Regions from separate parts of the Sus scrofa genome. Here region 1 is linked to region 2. The links are chromatin contacts, called in public HiChIP or PLAC-seq maps. All regions are on one chromosome and are shown on one strand. The core of a region is the stretch at or near the end of the contact, and the rest is flanking DNA. Distances in the headings are between cores, read along the strand shown. Region 1 holds the start of C14H10orf76 (UPF0668 protein C10orf76 homolog). Region 2 holds the start of NPM3 (nucleoplasmin-3).

The links. HiChIP or PLAC-seq counts read pairs in DNA pulled down with a chosen protein or histone mark.
Region 1: an H3K27ac HiChIP or PLAC-seq map of skeletal muscle shows a contact between it and region 2, with 5 times the contacts expected there. The contact joins the promoter of C14H10orf76 here to the promoter of NPM3 in region 2. A contact is called at or near these places in 2 of 2 datasets of contacts at active chromatin or transcription factors (alveolar macrophages and skeletal muscle).

What each region holds. Positions count from the first base shown.
Region 1 is chr14:113,071,607-113,074,461 of Sscrofa11.1, forward strand. It overlaps C14H10orf76 (UPF0668 protein C10orf76 homolog), which reads right to left and starts at 1,393. Exons shown (of 26, transcript XM_021072731.1): 1 at 1,159-1,393.
Region 2 is chr14:112,820,873-112,824,115 of Sscrofa11.1, forward strand. It overlaps NPM3 (nucleoplasmin-3), which reads right to left and starts at 1,372. Exons shown (of 6, transcript XM_003359343.4): 1 at 344-1,372; 2 at 1-83. The coding sequence starts at 461. It overlaps MGEA5 (protein O-GlcNAcase), which reads right to left. Exons shown (of 16, transcript XM_003483548.4): 16 at 1,622-3,243.

The sequences.
Region 1 (2,855 bases), core at 143-2,642, 250 kb after region 2:
ACAGGGTGGCCAAAAAAAAAGATTCCAAGTTTCATAACTATTTTGAGTTTTCAACAAGTTTTTCATCAGCAGCATCATTATTATTCAAATGCTGAACAAGCAAATGAATTATAATGCATAAACACCCAATGAAAATAAATACCTTAGAGGCTACCCTATTCACTAAGGAAAGAATGAGAGCTTCCCTTCACAATCCTAACAAGATGGATCCGCCTTTCTCTAGCGGATATAATATCTAGGAAAGCCTTCACATAGGAAGTACTGTGCACACAAGACCAACTGAAGGCAAAACAATTTCAGTTAACTGTGCTAATAGCAGGAACACAAATCCTATTTGCCCTGGTTTACAAAGTCAGTGAGCAGACAGAATACAAAGAAACAGCTCTCACTAGGCTCAAAACTTTTTCTGGAAAGGAAGAACTGAGAAGGGTCAGATATCCACATTTACTTGGGCCTTCCCAAGTTTCTGCTTCCCCATGAGAGGCAGCACTCCTCAGCTTCTGATAGTTTTTTTCTCCTGTTTCTTTCCTACACCTGCCTAGGAAGAGGTTCGTTTCCTAGGCTCACACCAAATAACCCACTGAAAACACAGTAGCTTCAGTGATTGGGTATAAAAGGTGGGCTGAAGCCGGTGGTCGAGACTGTAAAAAGGACAGGATGGGGCCCTTCCGGGACACCTGAAGACTTGGGGCAGATCTTCTTCGAGGTCTTGCTCCAAGTCTCACCCCTGGACCCGTCTGGGCTGAAGGCCACCCTGGGGTGGGAACTAGCTGGTGGAGGGCTCTCCAAGGTAGCCTAAGGAGTCGGGGTCAGCCTCGGACTGGGGTCAAAGGTCAGCGCTTCGGCTGCCAGGCGGGCCCAGCAGGGACCCACAGCGGGAGGGACATGACTGGCACTGGAGAGTTAAAGGGACCGGCCACTGGAAGAGCTAGTCGCTTCTCTTTCCGCTCCGTCGCCCTGGGCCCAGCCTCCTAGCCGCACGCAGCCTCGGCCCGCCTCAGCAGCTGTCCTCCCTCCCTCTCCCCCCGTCACCCCCGTCGTCCCTTAGGCGAGCACAGGCCCCGCCCCCCCAGGGCAGCCTCAGGGCCAAGGCCTGGTATGGCTGCACCAAAAGAGGGTGGCCAGGTTCGGAGACCGGCCCGAGCGCGCGCCGCTTACCGAGCCCCTGGCTCCACCTCCACCACCCGCGCCGCTCCCGGGCCCGCTCGCTCCCGACGCCACCGACGCCGCCGCAGCTCCGGCCTCACGGACGCGTTCCCGACCTCCCCCAACCCTTCCCCCGGCCCGCTGTGCGCCACCGGGTCCTAAAGCCTGACGCATGACAGGTACGCCCGCGCCTGCGGCCTGAGGCTGGCTGGAACCACGACTCCCAGCAAGCATCACAAAGACTACGACTCCCGAAATGCACCGCGAGTAAGGAATTAGCAAAGAAACATTATCAAGGGTCCGCTGGCTGCAAGTAGAATTAGCAGTAACGCAACATTGTAAATCAACTATAATCCAACATAAAATAAATCAACTATAATCCAACATAAAATAAAAATTGAATTAAAAATAGAAAGTGTTGCTAAGTAATAATAATAAATAAATGAATAACTACCCTAAAAAAGTTGAATTAGCACTTTTTAAAAAATATGGCACTTGAAATTAGCAATTACGCTTACGGAATAAATATATACTCTAGAAACAGTGACAAAGTTTGGAAAGATATATGTTTCAATATCTTTATTGCAACTCCGAAAGTGAACGATGAAAACAAACTCATTCATTCAACATATATATACTATGTGCCTGCTTTCTGCAAAGCACCTTGTAAAGCTTGGTCAACTTGGCAAATTTTCGTCTCCGAATTTCAATTTTCTCGTATACAAAATGAAAGATTGAAAAAGATATACCCGAGAGTTCCTGTTGTGGCTGAGTGGGTTAAGAACCCCACTAGAATACATGATACAGATTCGACCCCTAGTCTGTTGGTTAGAGTCTGGCTATGCGGTGAGCTGTGTGGCTGTGGTGTCCACCTGCAGCTGCAGCTCCAGTTCGACCCCAGGAACTGCCATGTGCTGTGCGTGCACCCCTAAAAAGACAAAAAAATAATAATAAAGATATACAGGGCTGTATGAGTGTGTTATGTCTCCTTACAATGGCTTTATAAAGTAGGTACTTCACAATAAGAAGAAAAAAAAAAGGGTTTTGAGTGATTAAACAGCTTGCCTAATGTGTGTTTTGTTTGGTTTGGGGGTTTTTTGTTTTCATTTTCTTGTCTTTTTAGGGCCATGCCAGCGCCATATGGAGGCTCCCAGGCTAGGGGTCGAATCGGAGCTGTAGCTGCCAGCCTACACCAGAGCCACAGCAACGTGGAATCTGAGCCAAGTCTGCGACCTACACCACAGGTCATGGGAACGCCAGATCCTTAACCCACTGAGCAAGGCCAGTGACCGAACCCACAACCTCATGGGATTTGTTAACCGCTGAGCCGCTCTGGGAACTCTGGATATTTTTTAAAAAAGAGTAAATGTGTCAGAGTTCCCGTCGTGGCGCAGTGGTTAAAGAATCTGACTAGGAACCATGAGGTTGCAGGTTCGGTCCCTGGCCTTGCTCAGTGGGTTAACGATCCGGCGTTGCCGTGAGCTGTGGTGTAGGTCGCAGACGCGGCCCGGATCCCGCATTGCTGTTGCTCTGGCGTAGGCTGGCAGCTACAGCTCCGATTGGACCCTAGCTGGGAATATGCGGGAGCAGAAATGGCAAAAGAAAAGAAGATCTTGAGGTCCTAGTTCTGAATTTTAAGCTTTTAGCTGAATTTCCTATTTTTTTTTTTTTTTTTTTTTTTTTTTTTTTTTTTTTAAAATATTTTTGAC
Region 2 (3,243 bases), core at 122-2,621:
GGTCAAAGCCAGCACGTGATCTGCATCATCCTCTTCCTCTACCTTGAAGGTGAAAGAGCGACTGTGGCCGGAGAGCTCGCAGCCTGGAAGAGATATAGCACAGTGAGCATGTGGCGGCGGCTCACGTGCAGCCCAGGACTGACCTATTCACAGGCCCACTTCTCAGGTCCACGTGGAGCCCCCCCTTGCACGAAGAGGACAGGGGCCTGGCCTCCCCTTCCGCTCCAGCGGCCGCGTGCGAGGCCCCCTGAGTCCCCACCCACGTCGCGCACGCATCTGCATTTCTGTTCCCCAGCCCTGCCTGTGACCCAGTAACACCCCCAGCCCCTCCTTTTCTGAATACCGAAGAAAAAACTGTCCATAGTGACCGGGGTAGGGACTCGCAGACTGCCGGCACCCCCGGCCCGGCAGCGGCTCTCCTGATTCAAGAAACCCAAGGCAGCAGCGGCGCCGGTGGCCATGCTGCTAGTGCCGGCTGAGGCTCCGCCTCCGACACGTACAAAGCCCGAGCCTCGCGGCGGCTCCGGCCCCACCTATTAAAGGAGAAGCACTCTGGGCAGGGGGCCATTGCCCAGTTTGGCTCAGGAGCCTCAGACCTGTTGATTGAGACCGCACGGAGATGGTAACATCGCAAAACATGCACTTGGGATTCGTGTTAACGTCCTTGCTCACTTCCACGTCCAAGACTCTCAGGGAGCGGCTCCTGCCTCCATTTTCTCTAGTTCCACAACCCAACCCAAGGTGAGCTTTCGTTGGTGTATGTAAAATGTAAATTTTTCCAGTTCCCCTAGGAAAGGCGAGATATAGTGCAGCCTTTTCCTTATAATAGCAAATGTGCTCAGATTTGCCTTTCCTCCAAAGGAACTGAGGAGCCTGACAGAAGACCTAGTGTTATTCAAGCCACTCCATCCACTCCTGGATATGGTTCCTGCTCTAATTGATTTTGCAGTTCACTATCCAGAAGCAAGGCAATCTGATAGTGATTGCCTGTCTTCACTGAACTTCAAATGCTGGCTGCCTGCTGGTGCTTGCTAGCAGCTCAAGCGTGGGACTGGCAAAGGCATGCTAGTCCCAGAACATCTTTCTGCCTTGGACTCCTGTCTCATAATTTGGGCTCTGCCTCCAGCTTTCACCTTTTGACCAAACAATCAGGCACTTGTGTTCCTTACTCTGCTTGGTGGCAAGAACTCAAACTAGCTGTGTTGATTCGCACCCAGGTTATAATTTTGGCAAGAAGGTGGCTTGGCCAAGTAGTAGGCCACTTTCCTTTTACCTTGCCTTGAGGAAAATCTGGACTGATTCAATCCTTGCCCTTACTCAGTGGGTTGCCCTGAGCTGTTGTAGGTTGCAGACGTGGCTCGGATCCCACATTGCTGTGGCTGTGGCCTAGGCTGGTAGCCATAGCTCGCATTTGATCCCTAGCCTGGGAACTTCCATATGTCGAGAGGCTGAGACACTAAAAAGCAAAAAACAACAAAAAAAAAACAAGAAAAGGAAGGATCTAATTCTTAACTTGGAACAGCTATGTAGAGGAATACATGCTTGCAGGTGAGGAATGCAAGGGCAGGAGAAAAGGTAGGAGGCAAAAACAGGAAGGAGGTTTACATAGGACACCATCACACACATTCACTTCAAGTTTTATTTTGCCTCTTGCATGGTCTTCAGATAGTTTTACAGTTTGTTTTCTACAGAAACTGAGCTGTGATCTAAACAATCAATGAAATGTCATCCCAACCTTAATAAATATTCATAACCGTAGAAGATAACATAGCACTTTACAATCCTAGAGGCCTGGACATCTGTTTCATAGTTATTAGCTCTGTGACCAGAAGACCAGCCAAACTGATTATTAAAAGCCAAGATAAAGCCACAAGCAAACTTGCGAAAAATCCTGATTCCATAGGATGACTGTGGAACCCTCCAGATAAAATGCTAGAATTGTCCACTAGTGTACAAAATGTACTTAAAGAGAAAATCAAATGACATTAAGCCATTTAAAACAGTATCTTGTAGATATCTTCCCTTCATCCCAGCCCTGAAAACTACAAACTTGGTTCCAGTTGTCCAACATAGCATACCTATATCCTCCTATCAGTTGAAGGTTTTCTAACCCTGTATATGAAGAGGCCTCCTTCCTTCATCTCACCCACTCAGTGCACTCACAGGCTTTGGTTGAAAGTTACTAGGCAGCACTAAATACAATGCTTTTTAAAAACTCTCTTTCCAAAGTCCATACTGATGGGAACCTATGAAGGAAAATGTTTTAAGTTTCCTTCCCCCTTGACCTTCCCCTCTCAGCTCAAAGTTAAAACAGCTGATACAAAACTGCAGGAAAGCAATGTAACAAAATAGTTATGAACCAATGGAGAAGCCAGCCAGCCATCATAAAAAAAAAAAAAAAAATCCTGCAGAGATTACCTGCTAGCCTCATGCTCAGAACCCTTAAAAACACCAAATCTAAATTAGAATACTTGAAGCTTTCAGAACCCGTTTAAAGGAAAGACAAAAGGTAACCATAAGTCATTGGTTAAAGTGTGCTCATTCTTTTAAAAATTAGATACAAACATGCAAAAACTAAAGACTGATTTAATAAAACCAGTAGGAATAGTCTTGAAATTAAAGGACAACTGATCCGAGGGCAAATGGGATCAATTAGTCCCTGAACCCTTCTTGCCAGATGTCAAAATTAACATTTCACATGCTGATCTTCATCGAGGTTAATTTCCAGAAGTTACTGCACTTTGCAACAGATTGAGTCCTATGAAGTTAGGCTCTCGTACCCAAAGTGGTCATGGCCTAGCCCTATGTGGGAGGCACTTCAAAAATAATACAACTTATTTAAAAAAAAAAAAAGCAAAGAAAATCCACTTTCCACTGATTTATATTATTCAAAGTGCCATCCTGAACCAACCTTTTCATTTTCAGAAGGAAAAATTACAAAACCCAATAAACACAAAGAATAGTCAGGTTACAGCTAGTTTATATACAAAAAAATTTACAAGTTTGTCACTTTTAGGCTTTCGCCACAAACAACTGCACATTTGTCCCTACAAAGTACAACATGCCTGAACCAATGGTCACTACAAGAGACAACTGGCCATGGCTTCACAAAAAGCAGAAAAACTGCCCAAAGTGAAATCATTTACTCAGCTTAAACTATGCCATAACCATCCCACTTGGAATCTCCACCCTGAAGCCTCAGAAACCAAATCTTTCTCATCTTTGCCATGTCCCCAAAGGAGG